3 separate regions of the Mus musculus genome follow, and all the other regions are linked to region 3. Evidence: chromatin contacts called from public HiChIP or PLAC-seq data. All regions are on one chromosome and are shown on one strand. Each heading gives the region's core, a stretch centred on a gene start, on an enhancer-like site or on the middle of the called end of the contact. The rest is flanking DNA. Distances are from core to core; before and after follow the strand shown.

What was found. HiChIP or PLAC-seq counts read pairs in DNA pulled down with a chosen protein or histone mark.
Region 1: an H3K27ac HiChIP or PLAC-seq map of embryonic stem cells shows a contact between it and region 3, with 14 read pairs. The contact joins the enhancer-like site here to the promoter of Abcd4 in region 3. A contact is called at or near these places in 8 of 39 promoter capture datasets (the 3T3-L1 cell line, the HPC-7 cell line, embryonic stem cells and 4 more), 2 of 484 Hi-C or Micro-C datasets (both in embryonic stem cells), 4 of 115 datasets of contacts at active chromatin or transcription factors (bone marrow-derived macrophages, embryonic stem cells and large pre-B cells) and 4 of 9 other capture datasets (adipose tissue, embryonic stem cells, liver and 1 more).
Region 2: an H3K4me3 HiChIP or PLAC-seq map of bone marrow-derived macrophages shows a contact between it and region 3, with 2.0 times the contacts expected there. The contact joins the enhancer-like site here to the promoter of Abcd4 in region 3. A contact is called at or near these places in 2 of 39 promoter capture datasets (3T3-L1-derived adipocytes and embryonic stem cells), 3 of 115 datasets of contacts at active chromatin or transcription factors (bone marrow-derived macrophages and embryonic stem cells) and 2 of 9 other capture datasets (adipose tissue and pancreatic islet).

The regions. Positions count from the first base shown.
Region 1 is chr12:84,532,906-84,536,777 of GRCm38.p6, reverse strand. No RefSeq gene overlaps it. Among named protein-coding and RNA genes, the nearest start is that of Vsx2, 35 kb to the left of the region's middle. Within about 2 kb of position 2,412, at least 17 of the 459 cell types and tissues checked have an H3K27ac peak or open chromatin away from gene starts, as enhancers often do. A contact at or near this core is called in embryonic stem cells, where this site is marked.
Region 2 is chr12:84,513,329-84,517,242 of GRCm38.p6, reverse strand. All of the region lies in intron 5 of Lin52 (lin-52 homolog (C. elegans)), which reads right to left. Among named protein-coding and RNA genes, the nearest start is that of Vsx2, 55 kb to the left of the region's middle. Within about 2 kb of position 1,507, at least 4 of the 459 cell types and tissues checked have an H3K27ac peak or open chromatin away from gene starts, as enhancers often do. A contact at or near this core is called in bone marrow-derived macrophages, where this site is marked.
Region 3 is chr12:84,615,417-84,618,893 of GRCm38.p6, reverse strand. It overlaps Abcd4 (ATP-binding cassette, sub-family D (ALD), member 4), which reads left to right and starts at 1,428. Exons shown (of 19, transcript NM_008992.2): 1 at 1,428-1,611; 2 at 3,450-3,477. The coding sequence starts at 1,574.

The sequences.
Region 1 (3,872 bases), core at 1,163-3,662, 83 kb after region 3:
ATGATTCAGCATCAGTTGTAGAGTGATCGCCTAACATACACAAAGCCTGAGGCAGGATGCTGCACACCTGGAACTTAAGCACTCCAGAGGCTCGGGTCAAGGACCAGGAATTCCAATTAGCCTTTGCTACAAAGTTTGGGTCTTGCATATAGTACTTAAGACCTTATCTCAAAAAAAGACGAAGGAGGAGGAAGTAGAGGAGGAGAAGGGAGAAGGAGGAGGAAAGAAAGAAGCCATTTTCCCCTACAAACAGATTGCAATGGAAAGTTGGCTTCTGAGGCCTCAGGCTGGGAATTCCTTTGGACCGAGGTTTCATCAAATGCACGTGAATTCATTGTTATCACAGTTTCATGCAGACTTATTGCTCCAAATCTCTGGCATCAGGATTTTATTTGTTACTCTGAAAAGAACGTGGCTGGGAGTGGACTGGGTATGGTGGCGTAAACCTCTCAAGATTTATGTGTGTGCATGTGCATGTCTATGTAAATGAACGCAGTGGATGTGGGTGCTCACCGAGCCTAGGAGAGGGTGTCAGATCAGTTGAAGCTGCAGTTGTGTACCTCCTGATGTGGGTGCAGGGAACGGGACTCGGGTTCTCTGCAAGAGCAACAAGTGCTCTTAACTGCTGAACCGTCTCCACACTATCTGTGGATTCTAGAACAGCCAGGTCTACCGTGCTGTCTCAAAGGGGAAGGGGACATAATTTAATTGAAAAGTGACTATTATAGCTCAGGAAATAAAACTAGAGGACAGTCACACCAAACTCCACCCCAAGTGCTTACTATATATGATCAGGAAGCAGACCTAGATCTCTCTAACCATCATCTCTCTATCCATCTCTACCTCTATATCCATGATCTCTCTATCCATCTCTACCTCTCTATCCATGATCTCTATATCTATCTATCTATCTATCTATCTATCTATCTATCTATCTATCTATCTATCTATCTATCTGAAATTGTTTCTTCAAATGGGTCAAAATGGCTCCTAAGTCCCCCAAGCCCCTTGATGGTTTACGTGTAAGTAAGGTCAGGTCAGGGCTTGGTCACACCCAGCCTTGTAGAAGGATCCAGGAGCTGACACTGTCTAGTGGACAAGTAGAACCCGTGTGGCTTTCAGGTGCACAATTGGGCACACCTAGCCCCGGGTGCTGTGTTTGTCCCTGGGTCCTCGAGGCTGGATCTTCCATGTTTCCTGCACTCTTGTCCCCTTACTTAACCTTCCAACCCTGCCACCCATCTCTGCTTCACAGGCTCGCAGTCCTCCCCGCACCCAGAGGCACCTCCATCATTTCTCCTTGACGTGTCTACTTTCATTTTCCTAGGACGAATCATTTGACAATCGCCGGCCCATATTTCTAAGCTCTCTGGGTCTTGCTGTGCGATTTTCCTGTCCTCTCTGGGGTTGGTAACACCAATCATCCGCAGGTTTCATTAGCATGCTGTTTACCCCAGTCTTTCAGATCATTAATGAAGACATGAAGTGAGCCACCAATCCTCACAGCCCCCCCCCCCCCCCCCCCCCGCCTGTGCTGGAATCATTATCCTTCCTGGTGTGACAGGGTCAGAGCCAAACCAATTTGCATCAATCTTTGGTAAGATTGGAGAGTGTCGCCTGCACTACAGTCCTCCCATAGTCACAACTGCCTCAGCCATCCTCCCTTCTGGAGTGCTCCCCTCTTCCTTTGGAGGGATCATCGGATCCAGCCACCCCTCTCATCTGGCTGAAAGCCTCATAGCTATGGTAATGGCCAGGCAGGACTCAGAGCTACACAAGTCCGCCATGTTGCTCTCTTTGTGACTTGACCTTTTTGGTAAACACATTCTGGCAGAGGAGGGGAGCAGATGTGGCCACCTTAGGATTTACTATTCTCATCTTGTCATCTGTTTCTACTGATGTATGGGTCAAACCTCCTCAGGATCCCCCAGAGCCTACCCAGGTGTCGGGGCTTGATGCCCCAGGTTGGGGTTGGCTGTTATGTCTCAGGACAAGGCCTAGTCTTCCTGCTTCTTTCCTGTCTTTTCCACCAGACACCTCATCTTGCAGAGACCTGAGTTGGAGTCCCAGGACCCATGTAAAAATCCAGGCCTAGCGGGGCATGCCTGCAGTCTCAGCACTAGGAAGGTGGGGACAAGATTCCTCAGGCTTGGAGAAGCAATGGAGAAAGACATCCAACAGTGCTCTCTGACCTATGCACAGGCAGACATGATCACGTGCACACACACACACACACACACACACACACACACACACTCTCTCTCTCTCACTCACTCAAAGGTGGAGGCAAAGCAACAGTGGCAGATGGGGCAGGAGGCTAGGATGAATGAAGAGCTCTGGGGTTTGCTTCCCTCTGAGCCACCCCATATTCTGTAGACTATTTCTGGCTCTGGGCTGGCTCACATGCTCATCACTCTTCTAACTTGATTCTTCCCTGCTGTTCCTTTGTGTGGAGTTAAGAGCTCAGGCCGCTGTCCCTGAGGCTTGGCTGCATCCAGGAAGGCACCAGGATGTGACCTTCAGCCTCATTTGACCTGAGACCTCAGGCTGGTCAGGCCAGGCTGCTCTCTGAGGGTGGAGGCTGAGGCCCCAGTGGGGCCTGTTAAGCCCTGAGAAGGGAATGAGAACCTGACCAAGCTCATACCTGGAAAAGCACCCGGAGCACTGTGGAGGGGTATGGAGCAAGGACCAGGGACATAGAATAAAGCAGGAAATGCATTCCAGGGTAGTGACCTGAATAACATCGATGCTCAGAAACTACCAGGAGGAAAAGCTGTGCCATGGTGATTTGGCATCATGGGAAGCCAGTGCCAGCTCAGAACCCTGCCAAGGTCATGGAAAATACTTCCCTCCAAGTGGTTCTCAGCATTGTCTGCTGAGTCAACCACTGCATTTCCCAAGTACCCTTGCTAGCCAGAGGTTACTTCACAAAGTGGAGGCTGCGGGGGAGGGGTGGAGATGGTACTCGGCACTAATTACTCCAAGGCTACCGTATTTTTCCTGAAAGTGTCAATAATTTTAACAAATGTGAGCAGGAAAAAAAAAAGGCACCAAGTCCTCGTTTAGTGGCCCTGTCAGGTAGCCATACAACGGTAAGATATGCCCTGCACTGATTCCCACATGGGGCAAGGACACACCTCACGACTCCAGCAAATTCCAGAAGTGTTATTTGCTACAGTGGGAGACTTAGCACATTTGGACTTAACATTTGTTACCATGGTGTCTCACACAGGGATGGTGGAAAAACAGTCACTCTGAGACTTTTGGCGCCTTTGATTCTATATAATTGAGCACTTTCTGGTTACGGGAGGTCACTCCCAACAATATCACATGTAGATCAAAATGAAGATGGAGAAATTCTGTTTAGAACTTGAGTTTCAGATACCCCAGGAAACTCTCCTTACATCCTTTGACCCTGGCTATGATTAAGTTTATCACTGTATCACCCCAAGTGTTCCTGTTGGAAATGGGTTGCAATCCTGGAGGAATCAGAATGTCCTTTATCTACCAGCCAACCTTCTGAGTCACACAGAATACAGCCAGTTATGCGTGGGCAAATAGGCTACGTGTGTGTGTGTGTGTGTGTGTGTGTGTGTGTGTATGTGTGTGTGTGTTTAAAGAGATCATCCAAGAGAGACTGGGGTCAGTCCACAGGGGAAGAGGCAGACATGAAGGTGACAGGGTTCAAACGTAAGCGAGCTGAGGAATGGAGCCTCTGGCAGGCCATGTGCTCGTCGAGGGTAGACTCTCACTCAGGCTCTGTGTAAATTCTCTTTGACATGGTGGTAAGAACCTCACTGCAGGTCTGGGTATGGAGGTCTGGGTGTCGTACCTCAGTCACCGTGGTACCGCAGTCACCATGCTGCAGGCCA
Region 2 (3,914 bases), core at 258-2,757, 100 kb after region 3:
AAAATACCATGACCAAAAGCAACTGGGGAGGAGGTGGTTTACTTCAGCTACAGTTCTACATCACAACCCATCACTGAGAGGTCAGGGCAGGAACTGAAGCAGAAACCATGAAGGAGTGCTGCTTACTGGCTTGCTCCTCGTGGCTTGCTCCGCCTATTTTCTTATACTACCCAGGATGACCTGCCCGGAGTAGCATTGCTCCTAGTAGGCTGGGCGCTTTCACATAAATTATTAATAATAATATTTTTTAAAATAATACAGGTTTGGCCACAGGCCAATCTGGTGGTGATACTTTCTCAACTGTGGTTCCCTCTTTTTAAATGACTTTAATTGTGTCAAGCTGACAAATAGGTAACCCAGACATGTGGATCTCATGGGTGTACTGCCCAAAGAGGCCAGAAGAGGGCATTAGATTCCCTGGAAGTGGAGTCTGTTGGTTGTGAGATGCTCCAGGTGGGTGATGGGAAAAAACCCAGGTTTTCCACAGGAGGAACAAGTGCTCTTAACCCCAGAGTCTCTCTCCAGCTCCCCAACCCAATTTATCCCATTTAAAAGAGATTACTAGTTACATATATATATATATATCTTCATTTGTCCAAATTGACCAGAAAATAAATTCATTGATGAAAAAGATTTTTAGAGCTAATTGAACTTGAAAAGATATACAGTAGCTACCTAGCAAGCTTTAATTTTAAAACTTTTCTTTATAAAATTATGTAGCATAGAAAAAATTGTCACAGTATAAAAGCATAACACTTTCCATCTTCAGTATTTATGAATTTATTTAAAGCTGAATTACAACCAGATAAGAGGTTATTTTCCCTGTGATTAAAAATAATAGCTACTTAAATCTGTGTTTTTCCCAATAATATCCTATTCTGATGTTTCTAAATGACCTTATTCATAATACTCATAAATTATGAGTTTGAAATAATTAGAACACAAAAATATTCTTAGCCAAAAAACAATTAAAGCATGTATAACAGTCTGCATCAGTCAACTCCACGGCTTAGTCTGCACCCAGCTAGTGATCTCTGCTGTGCAGGGAGAGGCACAATGGCCTTTGATGAGAGCACAGATCATCATCGAGGATTTCTTTACAAATAATTTAGGATCTTAAACACTGCTTGTGGGTAATCAATATGGCAAAACAGAATAAAAGGGAAATGTTAATCAGATTTTATGCAAACATTTATTATAACTTTTAATTACATTTAAACTTCCATTTTATTAGGTTTATTTACATTCAAACAAATATACAAGTGAAAGTAAAGAGAAGCACTTTTATAGATGCTAGATCACTTCCCTCAAAATAAAAAATAACTGGAAAGTAATTGTCTAGCAAGCTCTTACTTCATATTTATTAATATGTGTATGACTGCAGCTGGTAAGACACCGAAAAGCACTAAGGTTCTTCCTAGAACGCGCCTCTCCACTCCTCTGGGCACTGCCACTTCCTCAGGAGAATCTAGAGAGAGCTTAGTGACTACAGAATAGCCTCCCCAACAACTTGGGGGATGGGTGCAGAGATCAGGAAGTATCTCATTCCAGTGCACCGTGTATGCTTGACTCCAGCTAGTCATTTTGAAAGAAGGATAGTTGACTGTGAAAATGCCTCTACCAGGCTGACCTGTGGGCAAGCCTGTGGCACATTTTCTTGATTGATGAAGAGGGCTCAGCCTACTGTGGGTGGTGCTGCCCCTGGGCAGGTGGTCCTGGGTTCTGTAAGAATAAGCTTCAGGGAGCAAACCAGTAAGTCTTTGTGCCATCCCACTGTGTGTCTATACCACAATTGTTAGCTTACTCATTTACCTTCTGAAAAACTTTTGAGATGTTTCTAACTCATATTATAAATAAAGTCTTGAAACACGATGTCTTTGTGTAGAGAGTTTTTATGCATCTTGAACAAAAAATTAGGAATTTTATGTATATGGTACTTGCTAACTTTATTTATTTATTTTTAACTTATTTTTTTATTAGGTATTTTCCTCGTTTACATTTTCAATGCTATCCCAAAAGTCCCCCATACCCACCCCCCCAACCCCCTACCCACCCACTCCCCCTTTTTGGCCCTGGGGTTCCCCTGTACTGGGGCATATAAAGTTTGCAAGTCCAATGGGCCTCTCTTTGCAGTGATGGCCGACTAGGCCATCTTTTGATACATATGCAGATAGAGACAAGAGCTCCGGGGTACTGGTTAGTTCATATTGTTGTTCCACCTATAGGGTTGCAGTTCCCTTTAGCTCCTTGGGTAATTTCTCTAGCTCCTCCATTGGGGGCCGTGTGTGATCCATCCAATAGCTGACTGTGATCATCCACTTCTGTGTTTGCTAGGCCCCGGCATAGTCTCACAAGAGACAGCTACATCTGGGACTTGCTAACTTTATAAAACTAACAAACTTTTCCAAAATGACCATGACACCTGTAAGGTATGAGATTTAGATTTATACCTTTTCCAACACCTGCAAGGTCTACCTTTAGTTTTAGCTACTCTACAGCTATACACTGGTATGCTATTATGTTGTTAATCTACAAATACAACTTCCTTGAAGACTAGTGTTGTTAAAGATCATTTCTCTATGCTCACTAACCATTTACTTACTTCTCCTGTAAAGTATCAGGTCAAGTATTTTACCCATTTAAACACTACGCTCTGCTTCTTCTAACCTAGTCCTAGAGTGCTCAGGCTACACGGCAGGCCTTCTGGGCTCTATCATCACCTCCAGGTCCTAGACACCTGACTCAATTAGGTTTCTATTGCAGTGATGTGGTGGTTTGAATAGGTGGTTGAATAGGTCCCATAGATTCATGTGTTTGAATGCTTGGCCCATTGGGAGTGACACAACAAGTGTGACCTTGTTGGAGGAAGTGTGTCACTGCTGGGGTGGGCTTTGGGATCTTCTATGATCAAACTCCACCCAGTGTGTAACAGAGTCCCCTTCTGTTGCCTGTGGATCAAGATGTAGAACTCTCAGCTCCCCTAGCACCATGTCTGCCTGCCCACTGCCATGCTCCCACCATGAAGAGAACAGACTAAATCTCTGAACTGTGAGCCAGCCCCAAACTAAATGTTGTCCTTTACGAGAGTTGACTTGGTCATGGTGTCAATAAAAAAATTCAAGGCAATAAAATCCTAAGACAAGTGATCAAACACCATGACCAAAAGCCACTTGCAGAAGAAAAGGCTCACTCCAGCTTACAACTCTCAGGTCACACTCCATCACCAAGGGAAGTCAGGGCAGGAACCCAGGGAAGAAACCAACACAGAACACTTGGAGGAATGGCGCCTTCTGGTTTGTTCAGCCTAATTTATTTGTTTCTTCCTTTTTAAAGTTTTCGTTTATCTTATCTTTTGATGTGCATGAGTATTTTGGATGCATATGTTTGTGCATCTCATGTGTACCTGGTACCCACAAAAGCAAGAAGAGGTTATTGGCTCTCCTGGGATTGCAGTTATAAATGGTTGTGAACTAGGTACTCCCTCACTTAGATATCATATGTGGGTATTAAACCCAGGTCCTCTGAAAGAACAGCAAGTGGTCTTAACCACTGGGCTATCTCTCCAGCCCCTTCAGCTTACTATCTTATAACATCCAGGGCCACCTGCCTAGGGCGATCCCATCCACAGTGATCTTGGCCCTCCCAAATCCATCACCATCTTCCTTCCGATGACCCTAGCCTTTGTCAAGTTGACAAACAACAACAACAACAAAAAACAAACAAACAAACAAACAAACAAAAAACTAGCCAGGGACGTGCCTGTATTATACTCCTGTCCTAACAGGAGCTCAGGGAAGGCCACATTTGCTCGTTTCTGTGCCCTACACTAAGAACAGGTCTGGCATCTGTCAAGATCCCATGCTGCTTGTGATGGAGAGTCTCTAGTATGAGGGAAAGAAATGTGCTAATCTGTG
Region 3 (3,477 bases), core at 179-2,678:
GAGATCCTGGCTAGCCTGGTGTAGAGAGCGAGTTTCAGGACAGCCAGGGCTACACAGTGGAACACTGTTTCGGGAAGAAAAAACAAAAACAAAAACAGAATAAACCAAAAGAACCAAAACAGCTGCAATCTAAACCAAACCAAACCAGAAACCCACTATAAATCAGTAGTGTTGAAAACTGCAAATGTAAAGTGAGGATCCTCTACCCTTTTTTTTTTTTTTTCCCCTTGAGGCAGGTCTCCTGTTGTCCAGGCTAATCATGAACTCAGCGCTTTCTATGTATCTGAGGCATATCTGGAACTCTTGATCCTCCTGCTCTACTGCCTCAGGTCCAGAATTACAGGGTTGAGCTGCCATATATGTCTGGAAAACTGATTTATATGTTTATTTCTGTAGTGCTGGGGCCTTATGTATGACACGCAAGTCGTTTACCACTAAGTCACATCTACCCGACTTAAATGATCATGCTGGGGCTGGTGAGATGGCTCAGTGGGTAAGAGTACCCGACTGCTTTTCCAAAGGTCCAGAGTTCAAATCCCAGCAACCACATGGTGGCTCACAACCATCCGTAACTAGATCTGACGCCCTCTTCTGGTGTGTCTGAAGACAGCTACAGTGTACTTACATATAATAAATACATCTTTAAAAAAAAAAAAAGTCACGCTGGCCAGGCATGATGGCGCATGCCTTTAATCCCAGCACTTGGGAGACAGAGGCAGGCGGATTTCTGAGTTCGAGGCCAGCCTGGTCTACAAAGTGAGTTCCAGGACAGCCAAGGCTACACAGAGAAACCCCGTTTCGAAAAACAAACAAAAAACAAACAAACAAAATCACGCTGGGGAGAGATGGGACGTCCTGGAGAGATGGCTCTGTGGTTACAAGCACTGGCTGCTCTTTCAGAAGCCCTGGGTCTGTAACTAGAGTTCCAGGGACTCCAATGCCCTCTTCTGGACTCTGCAGGCACCAGGCACTCACGTGGTACTCATACATGCAGGCAAAACATTCCTATACATAAAATACATTTTCAAGAAAATCTTGTAAATCGTGCTGGGACCAGGGAGCCAGCTCACCCGATGAAGGCTTTTCTCGCCAATCCTGACAACCTGAGTTGGCTCCTCGGGAGCCCTCATGATGGAAGGAGAAAATTGACTCCTCAAAGTTGTTCTCTGACACTTACGCCCTGGTTCACAGTTCGCGTGAACACACACATAGCTCACTAAATAAATATGTATTTTTTAAATTAATTAATTTTTTAAAAAACAGATCACGCTGTCTTCTCTGGGAGAAAGTTACACTCGGAACTACCAGTTGGCAAAAGAAACCTCCCAGCCCCACAGGGGACGCTCTGGCCACCCGGCCAGCTCTATAACCTCTTGCTACTCTCTTGTTCTTCAGGAAAGGCTGCGCTTCCGGGAACGGCCACAGCGCCGGAGCCGTCTTCTCTATCTAGCGCGTCTCTGTGGTCGCCAGAGTCCCACCCCTTTCCTCCTAGGGCGGGGCCCCGAGCTCTGAGGACTCTGCCCGGGGAGGACACCGGGCTTGCTCGGTCGCCTCGTCGCTTGCATCCCGGGTCATGGCGGTCCCGGGACCCACGGCCCGAGCTGGTGCCAGGTGAGCAGGGCTAGTGAGGACGGCCGGGTTGTCAGGGACGCACTGCCTGGGCAGTGGGGAAGGGGCTGCTCCCCTGCGGGTCCTTCCTTGCAACTTTCCTTCAGTTTGGGCTATTTGGAACCCTGGCTGCACAGAATGGAGTTGACGCTGCCTCACTCTAGGTACTGCGGACCCCCCTCTTTTGGCATCTTCCTCCCTTAGTTTTCGTTCTCAATTCCGATCTGCTCTTGGCACACCCTCCTTTGCATTAATTTTTTTCAGACCCTCTTACTTAAATTATCCTGTTACCTTAAAATATATGTTGACTTTGGATTCATGAATCATGTTGTGATTTTTTAAAAGAGAGAAGTTTTTAAACTGAGCATTGGGTTTTTTAGGTCATCCATGCTATATGACTTTTCACTCCTGAATGGTGCTCAGCGTCACCCTGGATAGATTCTATTTCCCTAGTAAAGGATGCCTGGATTACTTCCAGTATTTCAAGCACCACAAAGTACACCGTAATGAATATCCTGGCAATTGTCTCTTGATAGATAGATACTGATGGTTTCTCTTTAAGTTATCCACCTCAGGATAGAATGCTGAGCCATACTTAATTCTATAATGTTTTGGGGTGGTCGCGTCCAATTTATAGTTCCTGACAGCAATATATAAAGGTTCTAGTGTCCCTTATAACCATCCCCATATTTGGTATTGTTTAGTTTATTTTTCCTAATATGTATCTAAATGATGTATGTAAGATGGTATTTTTTAAAGGTTTATTTATTTATAATATGTAAGTACACTGTAGCTGTCTTCAGACACCTCAGAAAAGGGCAGATATCATTACCGAATGGTTATGAGCCACCATGTGGTTGCTGGGATTTGAACTCAGGACCTTCAGAAGAACAGTCAGTGCTCTTAACTGCTGAGTCATCCCTCCAGCCCTGTAAGATGGTATCCTATTGTAATAACTTTATTTTTATTTTATTGGGGGGGGGCGCATGCACATGCACGTGTGATATGTGTGCCATGACACAGGAATGGAGATCAGGGAACAGGTTTTGGAGTTGGTTTTTTCCGCAGTGGGATCTGGGGCTGGAATTCAGATCTTGGCGACAAACACTTGGACCTTTTGCTGGCTGAGCCATCTTGTCAACTACACTGTGCTAACTTAGTACATTTATTAGGCTCGTGGATTGTCCCTTTCATAGACTGCCTGCTTATATCCTCTCCTCACTTTCCTATGAAATATCCTGATGTGCTGGGTACATCACGTGTTGGCGCACGCCTTTAAGTCCAACACATGGGAGGCAGATGGCAGTCAGATCTCTGTGAGTCTGAGGCCAGCCTGGTCTACAGAGCAAGTTCCAGGACAGTCAAGGCTACACAGAGACACTGTGTCTTAAAAGACCAAGAAAGAAAGAAACACCTTGACATGCGGAGATTCCTTGCATGTTCCAGCTTGTAACTCCTTATCAATTTCATTCTGCAAATACCTTCTCTCATCTCACCAAAGTCTGTGGTACTGTGTTAAATAAAATACGTAAGTCTAAATCAAGCCCACCAGTTTTACCCTGTATAGTTTGTAGGTTTGGGGTCTTATTTGAGAAATGTCTTCCTACTTTATTCATCATTATTAAGGTATCTTCACTAATTTATTTATTTATTTATTTTTTTACATTTGCTTCTGGTAGGTTAGTAATATACTTTTTCCCACAAGCATTCTGTATTCTACCATCTTCAGCATTCATAAGTCTTTTGTTTGTGTGTGCAAAGCCTGGACCCTATGAATAATAGTAAGGCTAAGCTCACTACCTTCTGTAAGGCTCAGCTATCCTCTGTCCTGACTTCTGCAGGCCCAGATTAGATCTGCAACTTGTCCAG